2 separate regions of the Mus musculus genome follow, and region 2 is linked to region 1. A link is a contact called in public HiChIP or PLAC-seq data. All regions are on one chromosome and are shown on one strand. Each heading gives the region's core, a stretch centred on a gene start, on an enhancer-like site or on the middle of the called end of the contact. The rest is flanking DNA. Distances are from core to core; before and after follow the strand shown. Region 1 holds the start of Birc5 (baculoviral IAP repeat-containing 5). Region 2 has its middle 7.4 kb from the start of Timp2.

What was found. HiChIP or PLAC-seq counts read pairs in DNA pulled down with a chosen protein or histone mark.
Region 2: an H3K27ac HiChIP or PLAC-seq map of extraembryonic endoderm stem cells shows a contact between it and region 1. The contact joins the enhancer-like site here to the promoter of Birc5 in region 1. A contact is called at or near these places in 2 of 39 promoter capture datasets (embryonic stem cells and neutrophils), 1 of 484 Hi-C or Micro-C datasets (embryonic stem cells), 6 of 115 datasets of contacts at active chromatin or transcription factors (bone marrow-derived macrophages, extraembryonic endoderm stem cells, large pre-B cells and 3 more) and 1 of 9 other capture datasets (embryonic stem cells).

What each region holds. Positions count from the first base shown.
Region 1 is chr11:117,845,853-117,851,364 of GRCm38.p6, reverse strand. Birc5 (baculoviral IAP repeat-containing 5) reads right to left here and starts at 2,128. Exons shown (of 4, transcript NM_009689.2): 1 at 1,904-2,128; 2 at 1,502-1,611. The coding sequence starts at 2,014.
Region 2 is chr11:118,360,081-118,365,592 of GRCm38.p6, reverse strand. No RefSeq gene overlaps it. Among named protein-coding and RNA genes, the nearest start is that of Timp2, 7.4 kb to the right of the region's middle. Within about 2 kb of position 2,207, at least 259 of the 459 cell types and tissues checked have an H3K27ac peak or open chromatin away from gene starts, as enhancers often do. A contact at or near this core is called in bone marrow-derived macrophages, extraembryonic endoderm stem cells, microglia and 2 more, where this site is marked.

The DNA.
Region 1 (5,512 bases), core at 879-3,378:
TTGAATTCCTCCAAAGACCTGCTAGAAATCATTCCACTTTACAGGAATGTTCATAAAGCTTTAGCACACGTCTACTCAGGGAACTCCGCTAACTCACACACGCCCGTGAGAGGACTTGTCCTGCATATGGTACGTCACAGCATTCAATGCAGGACTGCAGTTAGAACACAGCTTGTAAGCTCTAAAGACAGACAACATTAAGTCTTTTTTTTTTCTTTTTAAATTTTGCTTTGCATGTATGAGTGCTCTGTGTAGATGTGTCCCATGTGTGCTGAGTGTCCTCAGAAGCAAGAAGGGGGCCTCAGATCCTCCGGGACTGGAGTTGTAATTGATTGTGAGCCACCAGGTGGGTGCTGGGAACCAAACCTGGGTCTTCTGTAAAAGCAACAAGTGGTCTTAACCTCTGAGCCAGCTCTCAGCCTTTTTTTTTTTTTTAATTTTTTTTTTTTTTTTAGATTTTTAAAAAGACCTTAAAAAGTCACTAAGCTACTGATTTTTGCAGTAGATGGATTATATTTCAATAGACCTGTTTTTAATGAATCATAGTCCAGGATTATAAATTATTTCTCTGCTGGTTAAATGAACCAATTCAAGCCAGATTAGATGTTATGAAATGCAGGTTTATTGGAAAGCTGCTCCCAGGTGAATTCACTGGGCTCAAGGACTGAGGCCAGGGGAGTCACCATGGGAAGGTGAGAGAAAGAACACATGTAGAGAGAGAAGAAGAGAAGTCCAAAATGCCTGGATTATATAGGGTGGAGCCTCTGGGGGGAAGGGCTGCCCAGTTCCTGGGCTGGAAGTTCAGAGTTGGGGGCAAAGTATGCCAGGGAGGGAGTGAGGGATGCTGGGAGAGCCTGGAGTCCAGGTCTGCTTTGATATGTAGAATAAGCACCTCAGTTCCTACTCCTGGGGTCTGAAACCAAACAGGGGCCACTGAAATGGCCCAGGTGAGGATGCTTGCTGCCAAACCTGCTCACCTGAGCTCAATTCCAGGGACCAACACAATAAGAGAGAAGTTATCCCCCCAAGCTGTCTTGACACCAACATCCACCATGACACCCACATCCAAACATACACAAATAGAAATATAAATTAAGTAATAATAACATATTTAAAAATTTGGTTGGGCAGTGGTGCTGCACGCCTTTAATCCCAGCACTTGGGAGGCAGAGGCAGGCGGATTTCTGAGTTCGAGGCCAGCCTGGTCTACAGAGTGAGTTCCAGGACAGCCAAGGCTGCACAGACAAACCCTGTTTTAAAACAAAAACAAAACACAACAAAAAAACCTCAGGCAAAACCATGCATGTTGGCAACACTCAGGAAACCAAGGCAGAAATTGAGAATTCAAGACTAGTCTGAGCTGTATAACTGGAACACTTGAGCAAGAAGCATGCTCTTCTACTAAATACAAATGGTTTGTCCCAACTCCAGTTCAACCCAAAAGGCTCTCAATGGAAGGGGAACACCAGGAAACCCACCGAGAGTAGCCTGTGGGACTTACATCGGGTTGTCATCGGGTTCCCAGCCTTCCAATTCCTTAAAGCAGAAAAAACACTGGGCCAAATCAGGCTCGTTCTCGGTAGGGCAGTGGATGAAGCCAGCCTCCGCCATCTGAAAATGACAGCTCGTGAGCGGGATCAACAGTCTGACCTTATCCCATGATTCCCAGAGATCGTTCCGGGCCGAGAACTGAGGACAGTGGGAAGAGGCCCGGAGGCTAACAGTGGTTCAGGCAGAGGGTGGGGAGAGCGGGGGGGGGGGGTGGCCTCGTGGAGGACAGAGCAGAGCAAAGCAGCCTGGCTAACAGTACGAAGCGAGGGTGGGGATAGCGGGTTCTGATCCCGGGTCACACAACTAAGGCACCGTCGGGCCCAGGGTGGAGTCGCTGGAAGCTGGGACTCACTCGCTCTGGGGTGCAGGCGCAGTCCTCCAGGAAGGGCCAGTTCTTGAAGGTGGCGATGCGGTAGTTCTTGAGGTACAGCTGCCAGATCTGGGGCAGCGCCGGAGCTCCCATGATGGCGTCACCACAACCTCCGCCAAGACGACTCAAACGCAGGATTCAAATCGCGCGGGCGGAGGCGCGCCGCAGAGCATGCCGGGAGAGCCCCGGCCCCACGCCCTCGCCCGCTGCCTTCTGGGAGTGGACGGCGCGAGGCGAGCCGGGAAAGTCCCGCCCCACGCCCATCTGCGCCTGGCCTTGTGGGCGTGGCGGGCGCAGGGCATGCTGGGAGTTGTACCTTCTGCTGCGGTTCCTTCTTGCTATTCTGACTCGAATCTTCCGCAGCTGCTCCCCAGAGGACACGGAGGGTGGCCGAGGGCGGTGGACGGGCCTGGGGCACCTCTTTAAAGCATGTCCGCTGCAAGTCCCATGTGCTCTGCAGGTTCTTCCTGCCTCAAGGTTTGCAGGATTTGGCCAGCTAGATATCGGAATGGAAGTGCCTCGGACCCACCCACAGGCTGGTGGAGGGGCGCCCTTAGGAAGACAGGAGACCCTCCTCCCTGCAGCAGCCGCCATCCTTCCTATAGACACCCTGGGATGGAGGCGGGGTCTGTATGTCCCAGCGCTGGAAAAGAAAGTCAATGGGTGTCTATTTCTGAGACCATCGGCCTGGCTCAGACCAAAGGGAAGCAGCCATACACCGCAAGAGAGTCCAGGAGCAGAAGAAAAATACTGCTTCCTGGGTGTGACTGTTGGCTGCTGAGCCTGCCTTGCTGCGGGCCCGTTTTCAGTGTCTCTGTTCCTGTCGGGCGGCCTGTGGTTGCAGTGGCTTCTAAAGAGCTTCACACTGCAGACAGCAGGCTGGGCATGCCCCGAACACAGCCCAGGTTGGCGTTGCAAACGAGTGCCCTGATAATTCGGTTTCCTTTTCAATAAATCTCAGTAGGCTTCCTGCCAGTGGGCCTCCAATGAGCTCCAGGCCACCTCACAGATTGTGAGGAAGAACAGATCATACCACATAGGCAGCTGGAACAAGAGGGGTTTTGTCACGTCCCGAAGAAACATGGATCAAGTATCAATTCCTGTGGCTCCCCCCAGCTCTTCTCACCCTGCCCCTATCCTAAACCTCACCAGTCCAGCGTTTGAGCTTCTCTTCCCTGTATAGACCAGCCATTTCTACAGCTTGCTCCCTTGGTCTGAAACTTTCCACTTCTCTCTTGGTCCTCTTCCCTCTCTCATCTCTTCCTCTCCTCTCTCATGGCCCGGTTCAGATAGGACTCTTCCCTGTAGTGAGAATTTGAGTTTCTCTAAAAGCCCAGTTATGTTTTATGAATGTGTTTTTGTTTTAATCCCAGGTGTGGAGTAAGAGGTGGCTTCCCAGCAAATAATTAGGGTTTGCCTTGCGCAAGGGTGTGATTTTTGCCAACTTCAGGAGAGCGTTTATTGTTTGGAATTCTGGGAAGTCTTTAGAGGGTATAAATGCCTTGAGCCCTGAGAGAGACAGGGGTGCTCTGAAGAGGCTGCTCCTCCCCCTGCTGTTCCCCGTGCTCCCACTGCTTGCTGCTGCTCCTGCTCCCCGACCCTGCTGCTGCTCCACCTGCTGCTCCTGGTTACTGTTGTTGCAGTTTGTCAAATATTCATAAGCAGAGACAAGAAGTTGGATATTCTAATGATGAAGAAGACTGGACAGGCCCCAAGGAGCCCAGTATCCCAAATCAACAGGAAGTAGCCTAAAGAGGTCTACGCCCCTTCCCCTCTAACCTCCTTTCTTTCCTAGCATTGGGAGGTTGGAAGGGAAGCAGAAGTGTGGTAGCGCAAAAACCAAGCAACACTCCCTAGTGCTACAATAATAGGTCGTCGTTACCGTGCCCAACTGGAGTCAAAAACAAAAGGAAAAAACCCTAGTCAGGGTCTAGTGTGGCCCAGGCTAGCCTTGAATTCATAAAACAACTTCTGATCCTCCTGCCTTCATCTCCCAAATGCTGGGATTATAGGCACACACCACCATGCCTGATTTAAACACAGGGCCTCATGCATGCTAGGTCAGCACTCTGCCAAAGAGCTATCGTTCCAGCCCAGCTCAAAAGTGTGTACTTGTATGTGGGATTTGTTTCGGGGTGGGGGGGTGGGTGTATGTACATATATGTAAGTGCACACACTTCTAAACATGCATGTGGAGTCCAGAGTACATTGGGTGTTAGACTCTAACACTCTCTACCCTATTCCCTTGAGACACAGTTTCTCACTGGCTACCAGAAACTCCACTGGTCCTCCTGCCTCTGCCCCTCACAGTGCTGGGTTTACAGATACACAGTGGCCATGCCTGGCCTTTAAGACTGGTGCTAGGGATTCAAACTCCGGTAAGAACACAGTAAGTGCTCATACTCACTGAGCCATCTCCCCAGCCCTAAGTCAAAAAACATTTTTTAAAGATTTATTTATTTATGTATACAGCGTTCTGCCTGAATGTATGTCTATAGGCCAGAAGAGGGCAGCAGATCTGATTACAGATGGTTATGAACTCAGGACCTCTGGAAGAGCAGCCAGTGCTCTTAACCTCTGAGCCATGTCTCTTGCAGTTACTAATTAATCCTACTGAAATCGACCTGGCACCAGTGGTAGTTCCTTGCTACCCGCCCCAATGTTCTGGGCTCAATGGTTGGGCCACTCCCAACCACGTGGCTAACACACCCCCCTCTGATATTCCTCAGTTATTACTCTATTCCATCTTTGTTGCCCTAGACCTGGGTGGGGGCTGGGGGTGAGGCCTGTCTTCCCCGGTTGTCACATGGAGGCTGTCTCTCTATCCTGCATTTCCTTTTATTTTAAAGATTTACTTATTTATTATGTAAGTACACTGTAGCTGTCTTCTGACATCCCAGAAGAGGGCATCAGATCTCATTACAGATGGTTATGAGCCGCCATGTGGTCTCTGGGATTTGAACTCAGGACCTTTGGAAGAGCAATCTGTGCTCTTAACTGCTGAGCCATCTCTCCAGCCCTAACCTGCATTTCTAAGGCCTGGTCTTTACTTCTTTCCTGGCATGGCAGTTCTCTCCTCCTGTTCCTTCCTCTGACTCTTCCCTGGGAATCCTTAAGCCCCACCTCTGTTTCCCTGCCCAGTCATTGGCCACTGGCAACTTTATCAATCAAAACCAACTGCGGCAAGAACACTCGGCATCTTATGTGCAGATTATCATGCAATTTTGGGAACCCAATTAACACATACAAATGTTAGACCAAATCCACATCTCTCCAGCCAGAGTCAAACATTTTTTTTTAGCATCACAATTTAGTATGTAAATTTCTTGATGTTTTATTTATTTTAGCAAAACATTTGCTATGTACAGTGTTACTGTTATCTAATAAGTTGTGTTCATCTCTACCAGTGAGTCCACCGTCTCTGAGTTGGGTAAGAGGCTGGCAGACTGGATTTATTTCTCAGCTTATCATGAGAAAATTGTGAGGAATTCTGTTTAGCAGAGCTGAGATTAATAAAGGGACAGCAGGGGTCAGATGTACAGGCAAGGTTGGCTTGGCACGGTCAATCAGGCCACTGTTTGATGTCCTTAG
Region 2 (5,512 bases), core at 958-3,457, 510 kb before region 1:
AACAGGGCAACCAGACTGGCTAATGTGATACTTGGCAGCCATTATCTTAGAAATGAACCCTCGGTGTCTCCTACGGTCTGGTCATGGGTGAGCCAAGGTCAGTGGCTCAAGTGATGACAGTGAGCCGGGCTTCACCACTGCCTGCTGCCAGCTGAACCCCCACCCAGGTTCAGGTTCAACAGGAACCCTCAGCTCTGAGTAATGAATACGCCTGCCTCTCCGAGGGAACATGTGTTTCCAATCTTTCTGCTCAGCAGTGAGTCACCACCAACAGCTGCTGCAGGCTCCCCGCACCAAAGCTCATCTCAGACCCTGCTGACCGCTGGCTCCACCCCACTCCCCTCCTCACAGCCAGCCTGGCTCCTGGGCCCTGGCCTTACACATCCAGCACACTGGCTCTCCAAGTGTGCCTACCCAGCTATCTGGAGGACTCTGCCTCCAACCCCTGAACCATTATTTCTCCCAGGCAGCAGCCTTCACCCCTCACTTGGGCCCCTACAAGGCTCTAGGCAACACCATTGGATGGAGCCTGTTATACTCTGTATTTCCTGTGTGTGTGTAGGCCAGAGGTCAACATTGGGATGTCTTTTTCAAGACTCTCCCCCTTATTTTTTTGAGGCAGAGTCTCTCGCTGAACCTGGAGCTATTGGTTCGGGTAGACTGGCTGGCCACACAACCCCAGAGATAAAGCCTGACTCTGCCTCCCCAGTACAAGGCTTGCAGGCACAGCCACCACGCTCTGCTCTTACATAGGATCAAATTCACTTTACCTACTGAGCCATCTTCAAAGCCCATGCCTTTTATTTCCTACTGAGCGGTGGTCTGTGCCACACAAGAGGACAGAGATCCTGCTTATCTGTAGCCCCAGCTTCAGAACAGCCTTGGCACATGGCTTGTGTGCCCAAGAAATACTTTTGAGCAAATGAACTACAACCTTAAGAGACATTCACCCAGAGGCTGGCCTGGTGGTACATACTTGTAACCCCAGTGCTCTGGAGGCAGCTGGATCTCTGTGAGTTCATGGCCAGTCTGGTTTGCAAAGTCAGTTCCAAGCCAGCCAGGGACCCTGTCTCAACAAAACAAAGTAAAAGAAATATTCAGTGGATTGGGAGGATAGACCTGTGAACAAGTCAGCTGTGAGACAAGCCACAGCAGTCTAAAATAAGGCCACTGTGGTAGGTCACTGGGCACAGTCCTTTTTTATCCCTCATCAAGCCACTCTCTGTCACCATGCCATCCCAGGTCTGGGACTGGGACAGTCTCTATCGTGTTCAGATGGCCAGGATTTTAGGTGGAAGAGTGTGAGGGCTGAGCGGGCTCCACGGGGAAGAGATATTTAATGGGGCCACCAAGAATGACTAGAGGGACATGTCCCAGACATTCCCTGCTTTCCCACAGCACCAAAATTATAGCACAAATGACCAGGTGCTAAGGCAGAGCCCACAGCATCCTCCTGCCTCTGCAGGGACCCCAGCAGGGATTCTGTGCTGGAAGCCGTGGTCACCCTGAGTTTCCCTGACTTTACCTGTGAGCACAGTGGCACAGCTCTGCAGCCAGGAGAAGCAGAGAAGGGGGCTGAGGAGGCAGGATGACTAGCTTTCACCTGTGTTCCCGGGTCACAGGACACCAGGACAGAACCAGATGACAGGGTCTGTCACAGGGCGCATTTCTACCCAGGAAGCTCCAGGCACAAATGGATACCACTGTCCTGAGTGGTTCCTCTTGCCTTTGATGCCGAACAGCCCTTTATAGCTGAGGGAGAGCTGAGCAGGCTGTAGCAAAGCAGAGAGATGCTGGATCTGCACTTCAGACAGCAGAGGAGATGCAGGACACCATGCCTCCCTTCCCAGGAAACCTCGCTCCCCCTCTTCTTCCTCATCGCTTTGCTAGGATGAGACCCACCCCAAGCCTGGTCCTTCTGCCCCTGGAGAGAATAGGGCTGACTTTGCATCTAGCCCTGTGTGCACTCCTGGCTGAGGGGTGGTGACACAGGGATGCTACAGCATCTCCAGAAAGAAGAAAGGGAAGGGAGGCTGGTCAGGAGCGCAGAAAGGAAAAGAGGACCTGGGAGATGCAAGGGGTGGGTTCTCTACACAGCCTTACCATGCTGTAGCACTCAGCGCTGCTGGCCTGCAGCTCACCACAGAGCCCAGCCTCCCTTCTGTTTGGATTAGGTAATGACATCATGGCCAAAGGCTGTCACTCCCCAACACCAAAGGAAGCAGAGGATGGTGGTGGTGGCGGGGGAAACCCGAGCCTCTTGAGCCTCCCATCCGGGACTAGAGAGACTAGCCAGACTAGCTGACTAGCGGGCCAGGGAACCTGAAACCACCACCCTCAGGCAACCCCTGCTGAGCTGGGCAGCAAGCTCTGGGGTCCCTCACCCCTCCCTGCCTGCTGAGGCTGCTTCCTGGGGAAAGGCAGAGCAGAGGGGCGAGGGTTCCCATCACAACCCGCTCCTCATGAGCAAAAGCACATGACCACATGCCCAGGGCCAAGAGGAAATAGCCTGGGCATGAGGAAATGAGAGCAGCCAGGGGCGTCCACTCCCTGCATCAGCTACATTCCTCAGTGCTTCACTGAACTGGTCTAGAGGGTCCCAGAGAGCCCAGGAGGGACAGGGTGGGGGGACCAGAGGAGGGATGGGGTTAAGGGAGGTGGAGGGGGTAGACAGGGGCCGGGGGCTGAAGGGGGGCCAGAGGAGGAGAAGGGGAAGCCAGAGACTTTTAAGAATCCAAAGCCACAGCAGCCTGCTCTCCAAACCCCTCTCTTTTCTGGGAAAAGGGCAGAGATCCCTGGCTTTGCCTCCTTCTTAGGATGGAAGCCCCAAGGAAGAGAGAGGAGGGACCTGGCCCCTGCAGAGTCCCTCCCTGTGACACCAGCCTGTGCACAGGCTGAAGCTGGGCGGTCACTGTCAAGTCAGCCTTCCTCTGGGATGCTGGCCCATCCAGCATAGTTCAGATGTGGCAATTCTTTGGGGCCAAGCATCACAAGGCTTCCTGTTCCCCACCAGGACACCCTCCCTCTCTCTACCCACCCCTTCCTCTCTCCATCCATCCCTCCTCCCTTCCAGTCTGAAGTCCCCCTACCAACATGGGTGGGGGCAGGACTGTCACTATGATATGAAGTTATGCCTTACACAAGGCTGCCTGCAGGTTGGCTATGGAATGCTGTGTTCACAGGCTTATGGGATGCACACCTGGGAAAGGGGAGCCATATTGTGGGAGATGCCAAGCCCCCCTCTCTTTAAAGATGAATGGGACAGGATAACAGGAAAGCCAAAGTGAAAGGAGCGGCGGGCCAAGCAAACATCACCTAAAAGCGGGTACTTGATGAGCTATGGCCAAGGCCTTCCCACTGCCATAGAGGGAAGAGTTCTAAAGCTGGGGGAGGGGTGTCCTGTCACTGACAACCTGCACCCTCGCCTGATCCCACCCACCCCCAGCTCCTGATACCCAGATGCCTCGGATGCCTCAGTGAGCATCCTTTCGGATTAGAGGCATTCAGTGTCACACACAGAGACGACAGGAACCTACCTTACCAGGCCTGGCTCTGTAAGTTAATCATATCTCCTATCTTCCCTGTGTCCCTGACCAGGGTGGATAGTGTGGAACAGGACTCCCACCTGGGCCTCCAGGTCCCTGGTTCGTTCCTAAGCGGAGTGTTACTTGCTCGTCAGAGCAGAAGCCGCTCTCCAACATTCTGTTGCTTGCTTTACTCAGAGCCAAAAATCTGTAGCCATTTCTTCCTCTGAATCCACTAGTCAATCAGTCAGTCCGTCGATCAAATTTACCATCTATGAGTTCCAGCATGCACACGGGACAGTATTTGTGTGAGGGCCAGAAGTTCTCAGCCTCTATCCTAAGGAAGCTGAGTCTCCTCTCGTCAATGCTGCTCTGCTGTGTACCTGAAGCCCCACCAACGGGCCAAGATTTAGAAGCCAGGCTCTAAATGAAAGGTGTGGATTAAGAAATGAAACTTCTGGGCTGGCAAGATGGCTCAGAGGGTAAGAGCACTGACTGTTCTTCCAAAGATCCTTGAGTTCAAATCCCAGCAACCACATGGTGGCTCACAACCACTCATGAGAACTGAGCTCCTCTTCTGGTACCTCTGAAGTCAGTTACAGTGTACTTATCTATAATAATAAATAAATCTTTTTTTAAAAAAAGAAATGAAACTTCTATGGAAATGCTTTCTTAGTGTGTCCACTGTCAAGCTGTGGCAGGGCTGAGCCCAGTTTGCATGTCCAGGCTCTGCTAACTCACCATCTTGTCAGCCATGGAATGTCCTGAGTAAACAGTAGGGCCAGAAGGACGGACCCCACCTACCTGATGTAGCCAAGACTCTGATGCCCATTTGGGTGGGGAGGCTCATCACGGTGCTGATTGGAATCCCAGGTCATGCTAGTACAGTCTCCTCCCAGAGATGCTTAAACCCAGGCCCACCTCCCCATAGCCTCCGGCTTCCAGCTCCCTTGAGTCCTACCCGAAACCCCTCCCCCACAACCGCCTCTAGAGCTTCCTGTTGTTGGCTCAGGTCTACCTCCTTGGCACGTGTGGCCAGTTTTGATGCCCATGTCTGAGAAGAGCGTCTGGCTCTCCAGGAACCTGCCGGAAAGAGTGGGGGGTGGGGGTGGGGCTTCTGATCTGTTCAAGCTGTTGCTGAGAACGCTCCACGTTCTGGGGGAGATGGGGCAAGCAGGGTGGGTCTGGAGATGGTAGAGCTTCCCCTAGGCACACTCATCCTGAGTACTCGGATGCCTGTTTCACCCAAAGACACCCTGCTTCAGTTTCCCAGGAAGAAGCATGAGGGAGGTACCCTGGCCACTTCCTCCTGGCCCGGACAGTGTTTACTGGGTCTACCCAGCATGTTTGCTGGGTGTGCTCAGATGTGGGAGGGATAGGCACACAGCTCTGCATGGCTCCAGGCCCCAGCTCTGGGCTGGGAGTCTCTTCCAAGTGTGATAGCTGCAAGCATGGATCCGCCAGCCTGGAAGACCTCTCCACAGACCTCCCGCTCGTTGACGTGGAAGCACTGTCACCTCCCATCTGTCGGGAGAGTACCCAAGACTCTACCTAGGGGTGTAGCTCATTTGCTAGTGTTTGCCTAGCAATTACCATGTTCCAGAGATGCATAAATGGGGAGGGGTGGGAGGTACCTGAATCCTGACACTCAGGAAAGGACCAGGAGTTCAAGGCCACCTTCTGAGACTAGCCTGGAAACCAGACTCTTCCTTCTCCCTACCCCCTAAAACCAGAGAGATGGAGGCTGTTTGGGGTTGATGGCGGGGAGTGACCAGATCCAGTGTTTTTTTGTTTTTTTTTGTTTTTGTTGTTTTAATTTGTTTTTGTTTGTTTGGTTGGTTTTTTTGTTTGTTTGTTTTGTTTTCGAGACAGGGTTTCTCTGTGTAGCCCTGGCTGTCCTGGAACTCACTTTGTAGACCAGGCTGGCCTCGAACTCAGAAATCCACCTGCTCTGCCTCCCAAGTGCCGGGATTAAAGGCGTGCGCCAC